Linked DNA regions of Sus scrofa: region 1 is linked to region 2. A link is a contact called in public HiChIP or PLAC-seq data. All regions are on one chromosome and are shown on one strand. Each heading gives the region's core, a stretch centred on a gene start, on an enhancer-like site or on the middle of the called end of the contact. The rest is flanking DNA. Distances are from core to core; before and after follow the strand shown.

Region 1 (5,144 bases), core at 911-3,410, 95 kb after region 2:
TGGGGAGTTCCTGTTGTGGTGCAATGGTTAAAGAATCTGACTAGGAACCAAGAGGTTGCGGGTTCAATCCCTGGCCTCGCTCAGTGGGTTAAGGATCCGGCGTTGCCGTGAGCTGTGGTGTAGGTTGCAGATGTGACTTGGATCCCTCATTGCTGTGGCTCTGGCATAGGCCAGTGGCTACAGCTCTGATTAGACCCCTAGCCTGGGAACCTCCATATGCCGTGGGAGCAGCCCTAGAAAAGGCAAAAAGCCAAAAAGCCAAAAAAAAAAAAAAAAAAACCAAAGAATTCATGTCAATTCTCTTCCCTAAAAATGCCAGGAAGAGTTGGCTCCTCAGATGAACTTGGATGTTCTTTTTTTATCAATTAAAGCTGTGCATCGCAAGGTATTTGTTTCCTGATCTTCTAGGAAACTCACAGATAAAATATTCCATTTCAAAAGGCCTGCTGCATCTACTGCCTTCTGATTTACAACCTCACTTTATGTTTTTTATTTTTTTTTAATTAAAAAAATTTTGTTCTTTTAGGGACTCACCTGTGGCATATGAAATTCCCAGGCTAGGGGTCAAATTGGAGCTGTAGCCACCGGCCTATACCACAGCTACAGCAACGTCAGATCCGAGCTGAGTCTGCGACCTACACCAAAGCTCACAGCAATACTGGATCTTTAACCCACTGAGCAAGGCCAGGGATTGAACCTGCGTCCTCATGGGATACTAGTCAGATTCATTTCTGCTGAGCCATGACGGGAACTCCTACAACCTCACTTTAAAATGTTAAATTTAGGAGTTCTCCTCTGGTGATGCAGGTTAAGGATCCGGTGTTGTAACTGCAGCAGCATGGGTCACTGCTGTTGTGTGGGTTCCATCCCTAGCCCAGGAACTTCCACATGCCAAGGGTGCAGCCAAAAAAAATAGAACATTAAATTCTGTTTTTGAAAAGTGTTTATAACGACATCTACTAATTGAGTTATATATACTGTAAGCAATCCAGGTACCAAACAATCCCATAGCTTTGAATTCTCCAAAACGATCTGGAGCCAATACATAAAAAACAGAAATCTTAATTTTCGTTTGCAAAAGGAGGAAGAGACCTGGTTGAATTCAGGGCCATATATCTGGAGGGAGAGAAGAGGGGAAGGTGGGGAGAGGGAGAATGAGGCAGGAGAGGCTGGCAGGCAGTCTTTTGCAAGGTTGCACTCGGTAGCACTCCCTTCACAAAGTTCCTCCTACCTTGAAGGCCCAGAAACCTGCTGCTGGCCAGCACAAGGTGGCTGCCCGTTTGTCAGAGCACATCTCGGCTCAGCCAACCACGATTCTAAATCATTTAGAATGAGAATTAAAACTGCCTTTGAAACTCCCATGTCCATAGGACCTGCTCATTCATGTCCAAAGGCTTCCATATCATTGGCCCGTCCATTCTTTCCCTTTGCGGGGTCCCAGTGCCCCTCCTTTTGTGCTTCTATTGCACACGTGAATTTCTTTAGTTTGAATCTACATTTGCCAGAGCAGCTCATCCAAAACTCTCTATCACCTGAGCCCACTTCAAATGCCACCTTCTCTTCAAACTTTCTTTGAGCCCTCAAATCCAAAATAGCTTCGTCTTCAGAACTGTAAGAGCACCTTGTTCCTTTCACGCTTCTTTTCACTTTATTTTTAAATTATTATTATTTGTATACATGGCTACAGATGCTCCAAAGACCGTCTCTGCTGTGGTTATGTTTGAAACACCAGTGACCAAGACAGGTCACAGCTGCCAAATATTCGCTGCACCAGGGAAGGATTTAGTAGTCTTGGGCGGGTCTCAGGGTTACAGCCTCCTCACCCGTCCTATAGGACGGCTCTTTGTTTCCTTTTACCCGTCTGTAAATTCTGAGTTTTAAGTTTTGAGTCCGCTTCGCTCTCCACTGTGTACCGAGGCTGGGTATAGGGCCCAGCAGATGCTCAGTAAATGTTTGCTAAAAGAATAAATTAACAAGGGAAGAAGTGACTGCACCAATGAATCGATCGATGACCGCTCCCCATCCTCCAATGTGCGTCCGTCCGCAGGGAATTAAAAAACCGGTGGGAGCCGGCACAGATTCGGTAGACTTTGAGGCGCCTGACCAGCCTTCGCGTAGGGGGCGGGGCCTCTAGGAGTACCGCCCACGCAGAGGCGGAGCGCCTCTGAGATCCCGCCCACGAGGAGGCGGGGCCTGCAGCGCGCGAAAAGCGGCGCGCGAGGCGGCGGGAGCTGGCGGCGCCGGGTCCTCACTCGGTCCGTGCAGGTAAGTCGTCCCCGTGGCTGGCTCCCGCGTCCCCGCGGTTCCCGGGCCTGGCCGGGCGGGGCGAGAAGCTCTTACCGAGGGCCCGCCGCGAGGACCGGGGATAGCTCCCAAGAAGCCCGGGTTCGTGCGAGCGTCCCTGGCGCGGTGCGGCCTCCTCCCTGCCTACGTCAGGTCTCGGTTTCCCGGGCCCAGAGCCGGGTCCGGAGCGGCAGGAAGGGGGCTGCCCTCTCGCCCAGGGCCTCAGTCCGCTCCTTGTACAGCCCCTCCCCGGAGCGGCCCTCTCCCCTGGGCAACCCCTACCCTAGGCAGCCTCCTGCCCGGGGATGGCCCGGCCGCCGGCTCTCCTGCTGGCGGCCCGGCCCCGGCGCTCTGGGCTGCTCACCCCACCCCCCCAACCCCAGTCTACGCTAAGCAGCGGCGGGCGTGCAGCCTGGCCAGCCCGGTCCCTTGATTTCCTCTGCCTGGGTGTTCCATTTTGTTTTCCTGGCCGTAGCAGGAGGAGAAGCAGAACAGCCAAGACTCGGCGAACCATTTTAGGTGGAACTTGCGAGCTAACATTAACATCCTCTCCCAATACAGCGTGCATTTTAAATGGTTGGCAGGGTGCCTGGCTCATAATAAGCCTTCAGTACATCATTCCTGCTTTAATATTCAACTTGTACCAACGATTTTCAGCTTTCCTCCGTCTTTGGAGAAAGAACGGTTCCCGAGGAATTTTATTTTGCCCCTGCAAGACTCAGGAGGATGAAAGTCATCACTTGCGAAATCGCCTGGCACAACAAGGAGCCGGTGTACAGCCTGGACTTTCAGCATGGAACCGCGGGGAGGATCCACAGACTGGCGTCCGCGGGCGTGGACACCACTGTCAGGGTAAATGGGGCGGAGCTAGAAAGGGCGGGGAAGCACCCCTGAGGCCGCCTTCTCCACTCTTTTATTTATAACTAATATCAACAAACACAGAGACATCATTTAGTCGCGAGGGATAAATTCTCAGGGCCTGGAGTCAACCATGAGAGCAAAAGAGCAGCTTTCTTCCTGGGGTCCCGTTTCCTAGATTGATGTCACTGGATGCCCTTTATTTTAGAATCCCGAGCCAGGTTCCTCTTGGGGAACAGCTTGCCCTAGAAAGAGGTGGGAGGGAGGACGGCTGGCAGTGGGACTGCAGGGTTGTGTTTCAGAGAGCAGCTACTTCATTTTACATTTCAAAAGAAACATTCAGTTTTCGTTCTGAGTGTAAATATAGTGTTGGTCTAGTAGACACAGTATAGTGAGTGCTCGCTGTGTTTCTCTGAACAGGTTTTTTTTTTTTTTTTTTTTTTTTTTTTTCATTCTTTTTAGGGCCACATCTGCAGCATATGGAGGTTCCCAGGCTAAGGATCGAAACAGAGCTGCAGCTGCCAGCCTACGCCACAGTCACACGGGATCTGAGCCAGGTCTGTGACCTACAACGTGGCTCAAGGTAATGCTGGATCCTTAACCCACTGAGCGAGGCCAGGGATCGAACCCACATCCTGATGGAGGTTAGTTGGGGTTCATTACCGCTGAGCCACGGCAGGAACTCTGGAACAAATGTTTTCACATCAACAGATCTGGAAGGTGGAAAAAGGACCAGATGGAAAGGCCATTGTGGAATTTCTGTCCAACCTTGCTCGCCACACCAAAGCTGTCAACGTTGTGCGTTTTTCTCCAAATGGGGAAATCTTAGCATCAGGAGGGGATGGTGAGTATTCAGCGTCAGAATTCTTTCAGATCTCCATGTGTCTCATATTCAAGAGCAAGATTTGCGCTAGGTGTACTTTGTGATTTTAGAGATCACTTGACCCTCTCAATCTGTCATTTAAATGGTTTTGCAAAATAATGTGGGGAGTGTGACGGGGTAGAACACTGCCAGCTTAAACTGAGAAGGCCCGTTTGAAAGTAGCCCCTTTCCCACTTCTTCCCACCGGGCTGGAAGGGGCCTGCCATTCTGTCAGAGTCCCAAGGCAACTGTCCTGGCCTTGCTGGACTGTTGGCTTACTGTCCTTAAGTGATCGCGGTCCATTCTGTCTCTGTGTAATGAATCATTAATTGGCCTAGGGAGTATTGTCTAAAGGGCCCTCTAAATTATGTTTGTCTGGTAGGAGTAGTTGATTCATATTTTCTGCTTAAAATGGCATAGAACTATACAGAAAAGGTAAATCTTTTTTTTTTTTTTTTTTTTTTTGGTTTTGAGGGCAGCACCCATGGCATATGGAAGTTTCCAGGCTAGGGTTCAAATCTGAGCTGTAGCTGCCGGCCTACACCACAGCCATAGCAATGCCAGACCCAAGCCCTGTCTGTGACCTACACCACAGCTCAAGGCAATGCGGATCCTTAACCCACTGAGCAAGGCCAGGGGTTGAACCCGTGTCCTAAGGGATACTATTCGGATTCATTACTGCTGAGCCACAGGGGAAGGTCTGATAAATCTTTTTGTCATGCTCTAAAACTAAAATAGTCCAGAAGTCAGAATAAAAATAAAGCAGACTAAAAAAAAAATAATAATAATAATAATAAAAATAAAGGAGTTCCCGTCGTGGCTCAGTGGATAATGAACCTGACTAGTAACCATGAGGTTACTAGTTGGGTTCAATCCCTTGCCTCGCTCAGTGGGTTAAGGATCCCGCGTTGCTGTGAGCTGTGGTGTAGGCTGGTGGCTACAGCTCTGATTAAACCCCTAGCCTGGGAACCTCCATATGCTGCAGGTGCAGCCCTAAAGAAAAGAAAAATTTAAAAAATAAAGCAGAAATCTCAGATGCTACTTGCAGGAGGAGGAAGAGAGACCCGGTTACATTCGGTGCCCTGATGCGCAGTGTGTGTGTAGAGGGAGAGGTGGGAGTGGCAGCCCCATGGGGGGTGGG
Region 2 (5,137 bases), core at 2,588-5,087:
TGTGGAAACGAAGGTGTTCTTCCCGGGCTTTGCAGAAGTGGTGTGAAATATGCCTCGTGGGCTCAGGTTTTGGGGTGGGAACCGCTCAAGGTCAGGGATGACTTCCATCTTTCCATCCCACTGCAGAGCAGTGGTTCTTAACAAGGACCTGCTGTGCACGCAAATGAATTCAGCGCTTAGAAAGAGGAAATGGTACTTACCTCAAAGAACTTGCAGCCTGAAAGGCATCAAAGATAAGCAAAGCCAGACACTAGTCCAAGGTGGAAAAGACCAATTTGATTCAGGAACTACTGCAGCAGAGCAAAGAGCTGAACTCAATCCTGACTTGTGCAGAGGTCGCTGGGTGTTGTAAGCAGAGAGTTGAAGGGCAGGGAGCGTGAGCGAGCAGGGGCTTCAGCCAAGTCAGGGGAGATGACAGACAAGCGGGAAGAGGGTTGTGGTTGTGGATCAAAGCTCTCTGGGTTTGCTGACTCTCCCACAGGGAGACAGAGGCCTGTCTTTCCTGATGATATTTCAGAGGGATGGCTCTCAGGTCCTCGAGAAAATCATCCCTGGGTTGTAGGAGAAGCGTATGCGCCCAAAGGGACAGAGGAAGGATTTATAACTGGAAGTTTTTTTGTTTTTTTTATTTTATTTTATTTTCCCACTGTACAGCAAGGGGGTCAGGTTATCCTTAGATGTATACATTGCATTTACAGTTTTTTCCCCCACCCTTTCTTCTGTTGCAACATGAGTATCTAGACATAGTTCTCAATGCTATTCATAATGGAAGTTTTTTTGATAAATGCTCCCAGAAATGGAGTTCAGGAACCGCTCAGGTGTTGGCTGAACGAACAACAAATTCGTTCAGAAGCCTTGATGTTTCTTTCCTGAGCAGGTGCTGTGAGGGGGTTGAGGTCATTCCCCTTAGGGACACGGCCTTGAGCTGCACAGACCCATGCTAGTGTTTGTCCAGGTCTCTCAGTGTGTGTGGTGTACGGACTCGTTTGTGCTAAAGGTACAACCTTATAGATCAAGGTTGAGGCCTGGTCGAGAAGAGGGCTCAGAGGGGCCTGACCAGTAAACAGGTAAGTTATAAATCTGCATAACTTATAAACAAGTTATAAATTTGCATAACTTTTATAAAGGTACAAAATACACTTCAGAGGACTTAGCTCACACTGCACATTCTGAGAAAGAAGTTTTGTCTGGCTGCAGGGAAAACAGTGGCATTTGTAGGTTATGTCACGGAACCACAAAGCTCCTGTAGGGCTTTTTTTTCCTGTCTTTGGGGGGGCCCCACCCGGGGGGGCCCCACCCTTAGCATATGGAAATTCTCAGGCTAGGGATCGAATTGGAGCTGCAGCTGCCAGCCTACACCGCAGCTCATGGCAATGCCAGATCCTTAACCCACTGAGTGAGGCCAGGGATCGAACCGAAATCCTCATGGGTACCAGTCAGGTTCCTTACTGCTGAGCCACAACAGGAACTCTCACTCACTCTTGTAGTTTTTCTGTTCAGTTTCTGTGCAGCAGTCGGCGGGCTGTGTTGCACAGACACGTTTTCATTCATGCACGATGGTTTTAAAATAGAACAAGCTGTGTGGTTTTGATTTCGGAGAGACAGCCGTGAGTGATGGCTTGAAGCGAGATTTTAATTTTCTACTCAGGAATAAGAATCCTAGCCCCTAGACTAGCCAGAAGCTAAAAGCAGAATTGGCCTGGTTCTCGCCCAGCTGAAAGCAAGGATGTTCAAGAAGGCGCCAGTTGTAAAAACAGATACAGAGTTTCGTATTAGAAACACAGTAACACATGTGGGAGAGCACAGCTGAAGTGGTTTGTTTATCTAGGGCGGAAGCAAAGCCCTCATGCACACCCAAAAGAGGAGTGTGGGTGTGGAAGCCCTCCTGAAAGAGGAGGGCACCACAGAGGTGATTTGAACCACTTACATGGGGCTGTTCTTCTGGGCCTTTGTTTTCCTTTGGTCAATTATCTTGTTTAATTTCTCACACCTGACTGGACCCAGGGCCCTCCCTGATAGGCGTGTGCATCTTTTGGCATAGATGGATTCCAAAGCTGGGCCTTGTGGGAAGCTTAGCTGGACTTATTATGGCCTGGCAGCCCCTCCCTTTCTGACCCAGAGAGGTCTTTCTGTGCATGTGGAGTTAGGGTCTCCCTGACCCCAAGGATAGGAAGTATGTGACCTCTTGATCTTTGGCCCAATCAGGGCTTAGCCTCGCTCTGCTCCTGCCATTACCATGGGTTAAAGTGTCCACAGAAGACAAACTCTAGTTGTTTGCCTTGCTCCTGTTGTTCCTGCTATCTTGAAGTATAAACCGGCGGCTAGTTGTAAACATCTGTCCTGCAGCCCATCTGTCTCCTGCCTCAGTTTATAGGTTTTTTTTGTTTGTTTTTGTTTTGTTTTGTTTTGTTTGCTTATTAGGGTTGCGACCGTGGCATGTGGATGTTCCCAGGCTGGGGGTCGAATTGGAGCTGTAGCCGCCGACCTACACCAGAGCCACAGCAATGCGGGATCTGAGCCGTGTCTGTGACTTACACTACAGCTCAAGGCAATGCTGGATCTTTAACCCCCAGAGTGAGGCCAGGGATCAAACCCGAAACCTGGTGGTTCCTAGGCGGATTCGTTTCTGCCGCGCCATGATGGGAATGCCTCAGTTTATCGTTTTGTGCCTGAGAGATTTTTGTTTTTACCAAAGCAGATCTCTTCATTGAAAGTGTGGGAGCTATCGTGTTCTTAATTAACTTGATAGAAACCAGGGATTTGTTAGGACCTTGAAATAATTGCCTTCTCGAAGGTAATTTAAAATTAAACAATTAGGGGAAATATCAAAATAATTCCCTAAATGAAAATTAATGGTGTAGCGGACAGAGTGATTATTTCAAAAAGAACTAGTTTTGCTCAAACAGGTATTGTACACCAGAGTTCATTACAGCATTAATCACAGTAGCCAAAAGATAGAAACAAGTATCCATTAGCAAATGAATGGATAAGCAAAACGAGGTATATACATGCAGTGGAATATTATCTGGCCTTAAAAAGCAATGAAATTCTCGGAGTTCCCGTTGTGGCACAGCGGAAACAAATCCGACTAGGAACCATGAGGTTTCAGGTTCGATCGCTGGCCTCGCTAAGTGGGTTAAGGATCTGTGGAGTTGCCATGACCCGTGTTGTAGGTCACAGACACGGCTCGGATCTGGCGTTGCTGTGGCATAGGCCAGCAGCTGCAGTTCCTATTCGACCCCTAGCCTGGGAACCTCCATATGCCACGGGTGTGGCCCTAAGAAGTTTAAAAAAAAAAACGAGATGTAAAATGGACCTAGGTAACTTCAGGACATCTGTTGGATGTCTGGTCCCCCCCCACCCCCTCCCCCCAGATGCCTGGGAGTCTTGTTGCCTTTGACTCTAATGCAAATGTTAAAGCAATGAACTCTGCAGAGGGGAACCAGGTGGAGGGGCCATCAGTCCTGGGTGGGTTTGCATTTACAAGTCTAAGCAGGTCTAGGTGACAGGAAATTGACCTTCCACACTGCTGGTTCTGGCTGCAGCCACAGCGGAGCTGGCCCTGCTGACAGCTTTGTACACAGATCAGGCACTGTTAGGGTTTGTTCCTTCATGCCACTTGAATTTCTACAAATATCCAAAACTCCTGGACTAAAAACCCAGACAAACCCTAGAGTCGTCTGGCTGACTGGATTTTGGCTTTTCACCTAACACAGTGACACTTTGTGGTTAATTTGGTTGATTGGCTCAACTTCTGTAACTTCTATGAAGAGCCTCTTAAAGTAAGGAGGGGGAAAAAATATGTTTCGGAAACCTGCTTCTGAGTCACTGAGGCCATTTGAGGTTTAGAGAAGTTGTCGGGGCTGAGTTGGAGGGAATCCTGGAGTTAAGGATTAGGACGTGGCCTCTTGTCTGTAGCTCGTCACATGCACCCCTGAGGGTCAACTTTGACCTTTGACCGCCAACTTTGTGTTTGGGGAGGTTCAGGTATGATGCCAAATTCGCCCTAAATGCGTGTTGAAAGCCTGGAATGGGAAGTAGGTAAACATAAAGGGCATGTCCTGGGCGTCTGAGGAGAGGCCACCAGAGGTTTGGGACCTCATGCATACATTTGTTCCACTTGGGAGGTGTTTCACGTCGGTTATTGTATTTGAAACGCTCTTTGGCTGAAAACTTGCTGTATTAAAATATGGAATCTGATTTCCTTTCTGCATTTGAATTCTTTTTTGGCCTCATTTCCAACCAACTTGGAGTGATTGGTTTTGCTTTAATTTTCAGAAATCGCCCCTCGTGGATGTCCCTGTGTTGCAGTTTTGCTATGCTTTCATCCAAAGGTGAGGCAGCCCCTCAAAGGCATTTCTCAGTTAATAGGTGCTGTTGCGTTGATTATAAATAATTGCTCTGATTGGATTTCTGCTTTTTCTTTTTTGTTAAATTGAAGTATAGTGGATTTACAATGTTGTGTTAGTTTCCAGGTTGTAGCAAAGTGATATAAATACATCTATGTAATTTTTCAGATTCTTTTCTGTTATAGGCAATTACAAGATATTGAATATACTTACCTGTGTGATACAGTAGGTCCTTGTTTTTTATCTGTTTTATAGATAGTAGTGTGTATGCGTTAATCCCAAATTCTTAATTTAGCCTCCTCCCCAACTCTATTTCTTGATTTCTGGAGAGCCATAGTTCAGAAAGTATCTTAATGGTGCCCCCATTTCCTCTCCAGGCATGGCAATAATACTAATCTTACTTTTCTTCTTGCAGCGATCAAATCTGACATTTTAAGGTCTGCGTGCTGTAGGTCAAACACTAGCTTTATGGGACGCCTGGTAAACTTTAGAAGAAACAGTTTGCATTAAACTCATACCAAAAAAACAAACAAACAAAAAAAGTCGGGGGTGGGTTTTAAAGACCTCTTTTATTTTTGGCACTGTTCTCAGTGCTTTACCATGCTCTTTGCTCAGTGGCTTCTGCTCAGGTTTACTGAGCTGAATATCCAGCCGCATGCAGTGGTCTCAGCTACAGGCCACGTTGAAGTGGGTGCCCCAGGCATTTCTCCCTGGCAGAAAGGAAGCTTTGCTGGGCCTGGGGCAGCGCTGATGACACATCCCAGGTGCAGCTTCCAGACCCTTCACTG

The links. HiChIP or PLAC-seq counts read pairs in DNA pulled down with a chosen protein or histone mark.
Region 1: an H3K27ac HiChIP or PLAC-seq map of alveolar macrophages shows a contact between it and region 2. The contact joins the promoter of CHAF1B here to the enhancer-like site in region 2. A contact is called at or near these places in 1 of 5 promoter capture datasets (liver), 5 of 47 Hi-C or Micro-C datasets (blood, embryonic fibroblasts, liver and 2 more) and 1 of 2 datasets of contacts at active chromatin or transcription factors (alveolar macrophages).

What each region holds. Positions count from the first base shown.
Region 1 is chr13:200,045,936-200,051,079 of Sscrofa11.1, forward strand. It overlaps CHAF1B (chromatin assembly factor 1 subunit B), which reads left to right and starts at 2,161. Exons shown (of 15, transcript XM_013982578.2): 1 at 2,161-2,265; 2 at 2,941-3,135; 3 at 3,853-3,985. The coding sequence starts at 3,010.
Region 2 is chr13:199,949,709-199,954,845 of Sscrofa11.1, forward strand. It overlaps DOPEY2 (protein dopey-2), which reads left to right. Exons shown (of 39, transcript XM_003132763.4): 26 at 4,279-4,334. Among named protein-coding and RNA genes, the nearest start is that of MORC3, 45 kb to the right of the region's middle. Within about 2 kb of position 3,838, at least 4 of the 83 cell types and tissues checked have an H3K27ac peak or open chromatin away from gene starts, as enhancers often do. A contact at or near this core is called in alveolar macrophages and liver, where this site is marked.